Regions from separate parts of the Sus scrofa genome. Here region 2 is linked to region 1. Evidence: chromatin contacts called from public HiChIP or PLAC-seq data. All regions are on one chromosome and are shown on one strand. The core of a region is the stretch at or near the end of the contact, and the rest is flanking DNA. Distances in the headings are between cores, read along the strand shown. Region 1 has its middle 14 kb from the start of KLF4. Region 2 has its middle 130 kb from the start of KLF4.

Region 1 (4,196 bases), core at 745-3,244:
GGACCCACAGAAAGGAAGAAAGAATTGGTGTCCCATTAAAACGAAGCAGAGCCACTCAGGAACTGCTTTTGTCCAGCCAGACAACAATTTTTTTTTTTTTTAAAGATTAAAGCTGCTTGGAGTTTCCTGTTGTAGTGCAGTGGAAACGATTCCGACTAGGAAACATGAGGTTGCGGGTTCAATCCCTGGCCTTGCTCAGTGGGTTAAGGATCCAGCATTGCTGTGAGCTGTGGTGTAGGTCTCAGACAAGTCTTGGATCCTGAGTTGCTGTGGCTGTGGCTGTGGCATAGGCCACCAGCTACAGCTCTGATTAGACCCCTAGCCTGGGAAACTCCACATGCCGTGGACGTGGCCCTATAAAGGCAAAAGACAAAAGACAAAAAAAAAAAAAAAAAAAAGAAAAGAAAAAGATCAAAGCTACTTTATGAGCTCAAATTTCAGCAGAGTTGCAGGGAGCATTAAGAGGAAATGTCTTAGCTTCGAGAGCTAGCAGATTTGTTGCTTTTTTTCTTTCTTACATGAAAATATCTAGGTTGAGAATATCAGACAAAGTGAAGAACGGACCCAACTGACTAATCCTGATAATTTTTTTCTTCTTTTCACAACCACACCTACAGCACATGGAAGTTCCCAGGCTAGGGGTCACTTTGGAGCTGCAGCTGCTGGCCTTCGCCACAGCCACAGCAACACAGGATCCGAGCCATATCTTTGACCTTTGCTGCATCTTGTGGCAATGCTGGATCCTTAACCCACTGAGTGAGGCCAGGGATTGAACCCGCATTCTCATGGACACTAATCGGTTCTTAACCTGCTGAGCCACAATGGGAACTCCAATCCTGATACTTTGAAGTTGCAAGGGACCTGCTCCACTCCATCCTTCATGTTATAGCTGAAGTGCCCAACGTGAAGGCAGAGCCAGTGACTAACCCATCTCTGTGTGTGCATCCCCGGGCACGGACTAGAGACCAGGTCTTCCAGCTTTGTAGTCAGGGCTCTTAGCCCTGGCCTCCCTGCTCTGGGGCTTCATGAGACCAAACACCAAGCACCCACCTGCCCCCGGTCAGCGTGCCAAACAAAGGTGATTGGCTACAAGCTTTGCTTTCAGATCAGCCAGTTTAGGGCCATGTTTTAGCTCATCTGTGGTTTTATTGCAGTGGTTTTTCTATTTTGTGGGCATCCATGAGGCATGTGCACACAGTGCCACCTTGGAAAACTAATAATGAGTCTCTTGGTACTAAATTTTAAATATATCTACTGGTTTGAGGCAACCCTAATTAGGTCCCAGTTGTCTGGAATGTTCCTTGAAGACAGGCACCATTTCGGGGCAGGGGGAATGTCCAAGGCTTGCAGAAGTTCCCAGGCCAGGGATCAAACCTGGGCCCCAAAGTGACCAAAGCCACTGCAGTTAAAGCCACTGCAGTTACAATGCCGGCTCCTCAACCTGCTGAGACACCAGGGAACTCCATGAAACCATTTTTTTTACTTAGCATAGCCCCAATACCAAGGCTGGCCATCTGGCTCACAGTGGGATAGCAAAGTGAGAGACTGTCTGAAAACTGCACAGAATCTAAATCTGAGGTCCTAAAGACCAGTGTTAGACTCCTTGGCCAGAAGCTAACAAAGATGCTTAACCTCTGTGAACCTCAATCTTCTCATCTGTAAATTAACACAAATTCCAGCTGCCTAAGAGAACTGCTACAGAGAAGGAAGATAATTTGTGTAGAGCATCAAGAACACAAGGTGCTTTAGTAAACCGAACAACGATGTTTTCTCACCACTGATGCAAGGAGGGATGAAATAAGGCAAATTTTAAAGTGGTTCTTTTCCGGAAGACAAGCAAGAAATAAAGAAAAGGAAACAACAATTGCAATTACCCAGCCCGTGCATGGTCAGAATTTCCTCCGCTATTTATTGTCAGAGCTGACAGCCCTGCTTTAAAGCCAGCCCTGCCTCGTCCCAACTTCTGCTTCACCTCCCACTGAAGTCATAACGCTGGGCTCACTTTCTGTCTATTGACACAGAGAGCCTGTGAGTCACAAATTCAACAGGATGACTTTGCTGCAGTGTGATTGACTGGAAAATGTTTCCTCATCTGAAAAAATTTTTTTCAAGCAAACGGAGATGCTTATTTTTGCAACGTGGAGCACAAGTTCTTTATTTATTTGACGTCGGTCTCTGTGACATTCCAGCTGGCCAAAGGAGGGCTCACGACATTCGTGATCTGCCTTAAGAAGTGACATATATTTTTCCCTCTCCTTCTCCCTTCCTGCCGTCTATTATATCTAAAGCAAACAGTCCCGGCGCAATGGTTCGATTGCACTTCGGTGTGGTGTTTACTTGACATTTACTCACGGGCCGTGCTGGACAGCTCAGTCATTCCAGAACGGGGCCCGGCCAAGCCCTGGGTTCCACTTGTGCTCAACCCTGAGCAACACAAAGTCCTGGGACAGATAGATGGTGACTTGAGATGTGCTTGTGCGCCTGGGTTTAACTCTTACACCTGAACTAGTGTATGGTCGGCGACGAGGTATCAGGATGTATTTAGTCATCTGAGAAAACATCTCCCTGATCCACGCAGGGCAGGTGGATCTTGCTAATACCACCCTCCCTTCCTTTAAAGAAGCACACACACTGCCTCCACATTCATTCTAAGACAGGGCTAGTCTAGTCCCTGGTGCTACGGCTCCTCAGGACTGGGCACAGATTGCTAATTTGATTAACTTCATCTTCTGTTAGTCCATTTCCTCTTCTGTATAATGGTCTTTTTTTTTTTTTGGCTGCACCTGTGGCATATGGAAGTTGCCCAGGCTAGGGGTCAAATGGGAGCTAAAGCTGCTGACCTACACCACAGCCACAGCAACACAGGGTCCGAGCCACATCTACAACCCACACCGCAGCTCACGGCAACACCGGATCCTTGACCCACTGAGCAAGGCCAGGGATAGAATCTATGTCTTCATGGATGCTAGTCAGGTTCATTACCACTGAGCCACGATGGGAACTCCAAGTATGGTGGAATGCATAATACCTACCCCACAGGGTGATTGAGGGCACAACACATGCAATGTACCTGGGACAGGTTGAAGTGCTTAGAATGAAACAAATGGAAAGTGTTAGTTCTCATCCCCTCCTGGCATCCATGCTTCTGGCTGTAGGAGGGAAAGGGCTCAGGGAAGGGTAAGTTATGGGGGTTCCTGTCAGTGCAGCTTGAAGTGGGGGAGGAGGCTGGGACTTGGCTAGGAGACAGGACCTGTGTTCACATGGTCCCAGCTCTGCCAGTGTGTGGCTGGGCAGTCACCTCTGTTCCCGAGGCTTTTGATTCCATACATGCAAAGTGGACATGCTAACACTGTCTGATTTCCACACCCTCCAAGTCTGGAATCAGTCCAAAGGGACTGTTGTAAAAGGTGGACTAGCTTCAAAGCTGATAAACTTAGATGTCAGTATTTAAAAGGAGTAGCAAAAGAATAAGATGCTAATGCTCACTGCTGGGCAGCAGGCAATATCTTCACACCTTGCTCATGGGAATGGAAACATTGATGGGAATGTAAATTGATGAAATGTAAATTTTTTGAGGAACAGTTTGATCATGGTTGATAATGTTAGCTTAGTAAAACAATTTCTATGAATCGAGCCTGGGGAAATAAATGTATATGTCTAAAGGTGCACATGGAAGTTTCAGAATCAAGAAAAACTGGAAACAATTTAAATGACCATCAGAGGAGGATTGATTAAATAGTAATATTAGGAAATACTATGACGTGTTTAAAAATATAAGGTATATCTGGAGTTCCCGTCGTGGTGCAGTGGTTAACGAATCCAACTAGGAACCATGAGGTTGCAGGTTGGTCTTGCTCAGTGGGTTAAGGATCTGGCGTTGCCATGAGCTGTGGTGTGGGTTGCAGACACAGCTCAGATCCCGCGTTGCTGTGGCTCTGGTGTAGGCCGGTGGTTACAGCTCTGATTCAACCCCTAGCCTGGGAACCTCCATATGCCGCTGGAGCGGCCCTAGAAAAGGAAAAAAAAAGACAAAAAAATAAATAAAAATTAAAAAATAAAAATATAAGGTATATCTATGCATTAGCACGTATAGCTATCTGTGGTAACTTGTTAAACGAAAATAAAAGCAAATTTAGAGTTCCCGTTGTGGCGCAATGGAAACTAATCTGAATAGTATCCATGAGGATACAAGTTTG
Region 2 (4,196 bases), core at 1,121-3,620, 120 kb before region 1:
TGAATGAGAAGTTGTAGCAATGGTGCCCAGGAACTTATGTTTTATCAAACCCTCCAGGTGATGGGGTGTGAGAAGTACTGGTACCAAACATAATAATTAATGGCCCCTGTTCACAGAACACCTACTTGGTGGCCCCTGTTCATAGAGCCCCTACTTGGTGGCAGGAACTAGAGTGAGTCCTTTCCCTACTTATCTGATTTAATCCTCAAGACGAGCTTATGAGGTGGGTCTGTCATTAGCCCCACTTTATGGAACAGGAAACTGGCACTCCTAGAAGTAATTTACCTAAGGCCGTGAAGCTACTACGTAGCAAATCTGGGATTTTTAACTCCGACCGGAAGACTCCTCATCCCACCCAGAAAAAGGTGGTCTGCCTTAAAAGCTTTTGATGCCAGGAGATGGGGAGGAGTAACAGAGAGCCTGAGATTTTTCTGGGGCTAAACAGAAGGATCTGTTGACCTTGAGAGGTGTAGGGAGAGAGCAAGAATAAACAAGAAAGACCCCAAGCTCCCAGGGTGAAAAACTGAGGGAGAGGAGACACCATTATCGAGGGCAGGGGCATCAGAAGGAGACAGGATGAGGAGGCTTCCCGTTGGGCCTTGCAGAGCATGAGGGGAACATCAAAGATGCAAAATGTCCCCATGAGATCTTAAAACTACCTCTTGGTGGGTGGTATAACCACAGGTATATTGGATCAGATGGAAAAGTACACTTGGCTTAAATTACAGCAGCTCAGGAGTGTCAAGCTTTGGGGGGGGGGAGGGGGCTAAATCACCCCAAGATTTATGAGTATGTGGGGAATGGGTTCGGGTTGAGGGACATTGTTCTCACATGAGCAGCTGTGAGGGGAACCCAAGTCTTTGGAACCTGTCCAATTCCTCCGAGGGCATACAGGCTCGACCTTGATGTGACCTTTTACTGGGTCTTAGAAAGAGATGGAAAAAGCCTGCCCTCCCAGGAGAGGTGACAGAGCAATTAATAAGGCAGAGTCTAAAGCTTCAGAAATGCAAGGATCCAGGTGCTGAATTCATCTGTTCTAAAGATGAAAAAACAGAAAATCCTCTTTTGGTTCCTATTTGGGTAAAGTTGGACATAAATCATTCTTTGAAAAGGTGTCCGTGGGTGCCTTTGGTTGGAGGGGCTCAAGCCCTTTCCAAACATTGCCTCATTAATCCTGGCAAACACCAGGAGAGAAAGCCTGGATAGGCGGCACCTTTTGTGTCACTGAACAGATGAGACCTGGCCTCAAACTTAAAGACACAGGCAGGTTCCAGGTGGACTAGGACAAGGCCCTGCTGGCTGGTGTTAGCTATGCGTGAGTTGTGGGGAAGGGGAGTGAGGAATGAGTGTGTGTGTGTGTGTGTGTGTGTGTGTGTGTGTGTACTCTCTGTGTGCTTTTAGTTTTCCTAATTGTCTCAAACCAGGAAAAGAAAATGAGGCCGCAGCCCTGGAGGCTGGGTGACATGTTATGAGGAAGTCTTATCTTCTTTGAAAATGCCAGATTTTGGCAAAGATTGAATCCCCTTTTCTTGGCAAGCTTGTCCTTGGTAAATGCTTCCTGTTTATTTCAGCCCCTCCACATGCGTGGACATTACTGCAACGGTGCAGTTCTAACCTGAAAAGCGGAATCAGGAAGGGGACTGGGAGGAAGAAAGAGCAAACTCCAACAAGGGATGCTGGAAGTGTCATTTGCTGCCTTGGGATTGATGTGGGTGTTGAGTCCGGTTTGGTATTTCAAAGTCAAGGAAAGATCTAAAAGTACCAGTGCCTTAGAAATGTAAAATACTTGATACGGTCGCTCCTTTTCCTTCTTTGTGAAAAGGAAAAAGAAATAAAAGAGAAAGAGATCGAAGAAAGAAAAAAAGAAGAAAGGACAGAAAGAAAAGGAAAAGGAAAAGAAAAAGGAAAGGGGAAAAGCGAGGCAGAGGCGATGGCGAGCGCAGAATCGCGGGATCCCGGCTCCCTACCCGGGAGAGCGGAACACTTTCCTCCGCGGCCGCGGGCTCGGAGCTTTTAAGGGTTTCTAATCCTGGAAGGCTGTCTGACATCACCCCGTTTCTTGTCGGCTGATGTTTCGTACAAGCCTCTCATTTCCTCAGTGTTTTCAGAGCACCAATTACTGCAACAATCTCGTGTTTATGTTTGCTCTCTCTCCTGCCTCGCTGGCCCTACGCCTGGAGCCTTTGCCGCTTTCCGACGCGGGGAGCCCAAGGGGGCTGGGTGGGGGGGAGCGGGAGGGGGGAACCTGGATCGGGCACTGCAGAAAAAGGGAGGGGTCCCCCTTAATTTTTTTTCATTGACTTCAGCACCATGTGATCAGGAAGTCTGGCCTCCCTCCATTTCCCCTCCCGACTAAAGGGAAACATTGTGTAGCAGCCGCCGCGGCCACTGGTGGGATGGTCTTCGCCGCCTGACGTAGGGAGATAAAAATAACCGGCATATTTAAGGCCTGAGCAGGAATCCCGGCGCTCACACGCGGCCTGGTCAGTTCCCGAGGCCGGCTGGGCGCGGGGCCTGCGGGGAGGCCCGCGCGCTCCTGCGCGCACCGGAGCGTCGCGAGGGCCAGCGCCGGCGACCTGGGGACCCGGGCCCACCACCCAGGCCAGCCGAGCCTCGCGGAGCCCCGGAGAAGCCGGCAAGAGCAGCCTGGCTCGAGCGCGCTGGGCTGGGCATGGGTTCTGGGTCCTGCCTCCCTGGAGACGGGAAGGAAGGATGCTGTGGCAGAAGGAGGGTGGCGGGGAGCCCGAGGGCACACACAAGCTGCCGCTAAAAAAGCCTGCCTGTCCTACACACCATGGTACCCACTCTTTCTCGTCAAATCCCCCCTCTCCAGCCCCTTGAAATGCTGGAACTGCATCCTGCAAAGCAGGCCTGGGAACAAACAAGAATCAGCCTCCTACACTCCAAAATGGGACAAATCCTTGCAATGTCCAGCAATTTCAGAGGCGAATACAGACTTCCTAGAAGCATGCTATCCAGCCACGCTACAGATTTCCTCAGAACTCCTCACCACTGCCCTCACCTCTGACCTGTCCAGGGACCAGCAAAATAGAAAAGGAGGAAGTGCCCCCCTCGATGAGCCCACGTCCCTGTCTCAGCAGCACAGACACGGTGAACAGTACATGACCCTGTCTGCCATCCCACTGTTTCCTCTTGCGTGCATTCATTTAAACCTCACCAGGGAGGTTCCATGACCCCTATTTTACATGAAAGGAAACTGAGGCTCGGGAGACATGGAATGGTTGCCCAGTGCACGCATGGGCATTGCTTCCCTGAGCCTTAGTCGCCTCCCTTGACTGCATTCACACAGCAGCATGGATGTATCATTCTGGAAACCACCTTTCTTCTGTGCCTCCTACCCCCTAAATAAAATGAATACCAAGCAAAACAGTGGTGGTGAGCTTTCCTGCTGATCTGTGAAATAACAGTTCTGCCCTTGCTCTGGGCCACAGAGAAGTTTTGATTTCAATTAATAATGGGAAATCTCCCAGCCTTCTGATGTCTAAAGGAGCAAGATATTTCAAGATTTCTGGCAGAGTTTTTCACCTGAGCCCAACGTGCTGATGAAAGATGAAATGACACCCTTAATTGTTTTGGCATTGCAGAGATAACGCAAAGCTATTATCTGGGTGGAAAAGGCAAAGATGTTTCATTTAGGGAAAAATCAGTAATTTTCTCACACATGAGGATCGAGACTCCAGGGCTGAATCCCTAAAACAATGCCTGATATTTAAAGCATTCAACCCGTAATAGTTGGACCACATGAAGAGGTTATGGGAATGTGAGGGACAGCTCTCAGAGACAGATTGGGTTATACGTGTTTGTCTTTGATGACTGCAGAAGCATGATCCCATTTAACCCTCAGGTAACTCTAGGAGGTAAGCATCATTATTATCCCTACCTGGCATATAGGGACATTATAGCACAGAAAGAATTTACCCAAAGTAACACAGTTAGAAAGTGCTAGAGCTGAAATTCGAACCCAGGGAGTCTGACTCCAGAAGCCAAGCCCTTAACCACTAGGGTAAATCCAAAGAGGTGCCCATGAGACGTCAGGGAAAGGGACCTACCATTTACTAAGCATCCCCTCTGACTCAGTTTCCACACTTGCTCCTGGACTGATGGTCCAGCATCACAGGCTCCAGGCCCTCAGACAGATGAGTCAGGAAGCAAGGTGGGACCAGGGGTTCCAAGAA

Evidence for each region. HiChIP or PLAC-seq counts read pairs in DNA pulled down with a chosen protein or histone mark.
Region 2: a contact with region 1 is called in an H3K27ac HiChIP or PLAC-seq map of alveolar macrophages. The contact joins two enhancer-like sites. A contact is called at or near these places in 5 of 47 Hi-C or Micro-C datasets (embryonic fibroblasts, liver and mesenteric adipose tissue) and 2 of 2 datasets of contacts at active chromatin or transcription factors (alveolar macrophages and skeletal muscle).

Annotation. Positions count from the first base shown.
Region 1 is chr1:248,621,294-248,625,489 of Sscrofa11.1, reverse strand. No RefSeq gene overlaps it. Among named protein-coding and RNA genes, the nearest start is that of KLF4, 14 kb to the right of the region's middle. Within about 2 kb of position 1,994, at least 7 of the 83 cell types and tissues checked have an H3K27ac peak or open chromatin away from gene starts, as enhancers often do. A contact at or near this core is called in alveolar macrophages, where this site is marked.
Region 2 is chr1:248,739,900-248,744,095 of Sscrofa11.1, reverse strand. No RefSeq gene overlaps it. Among named protein-coding and RNA genes, the nearest start is that of KLF4, 130 kb to the right of the region's middle. Within about 2 kb of position 2,370, at least 56 of the 83 cell types and tissues checked have an H3K27ac peak or open chromatin away from gene starts, as enhancers often do. A contact at or near this core is called in alveolar macrophages, where this site is marked.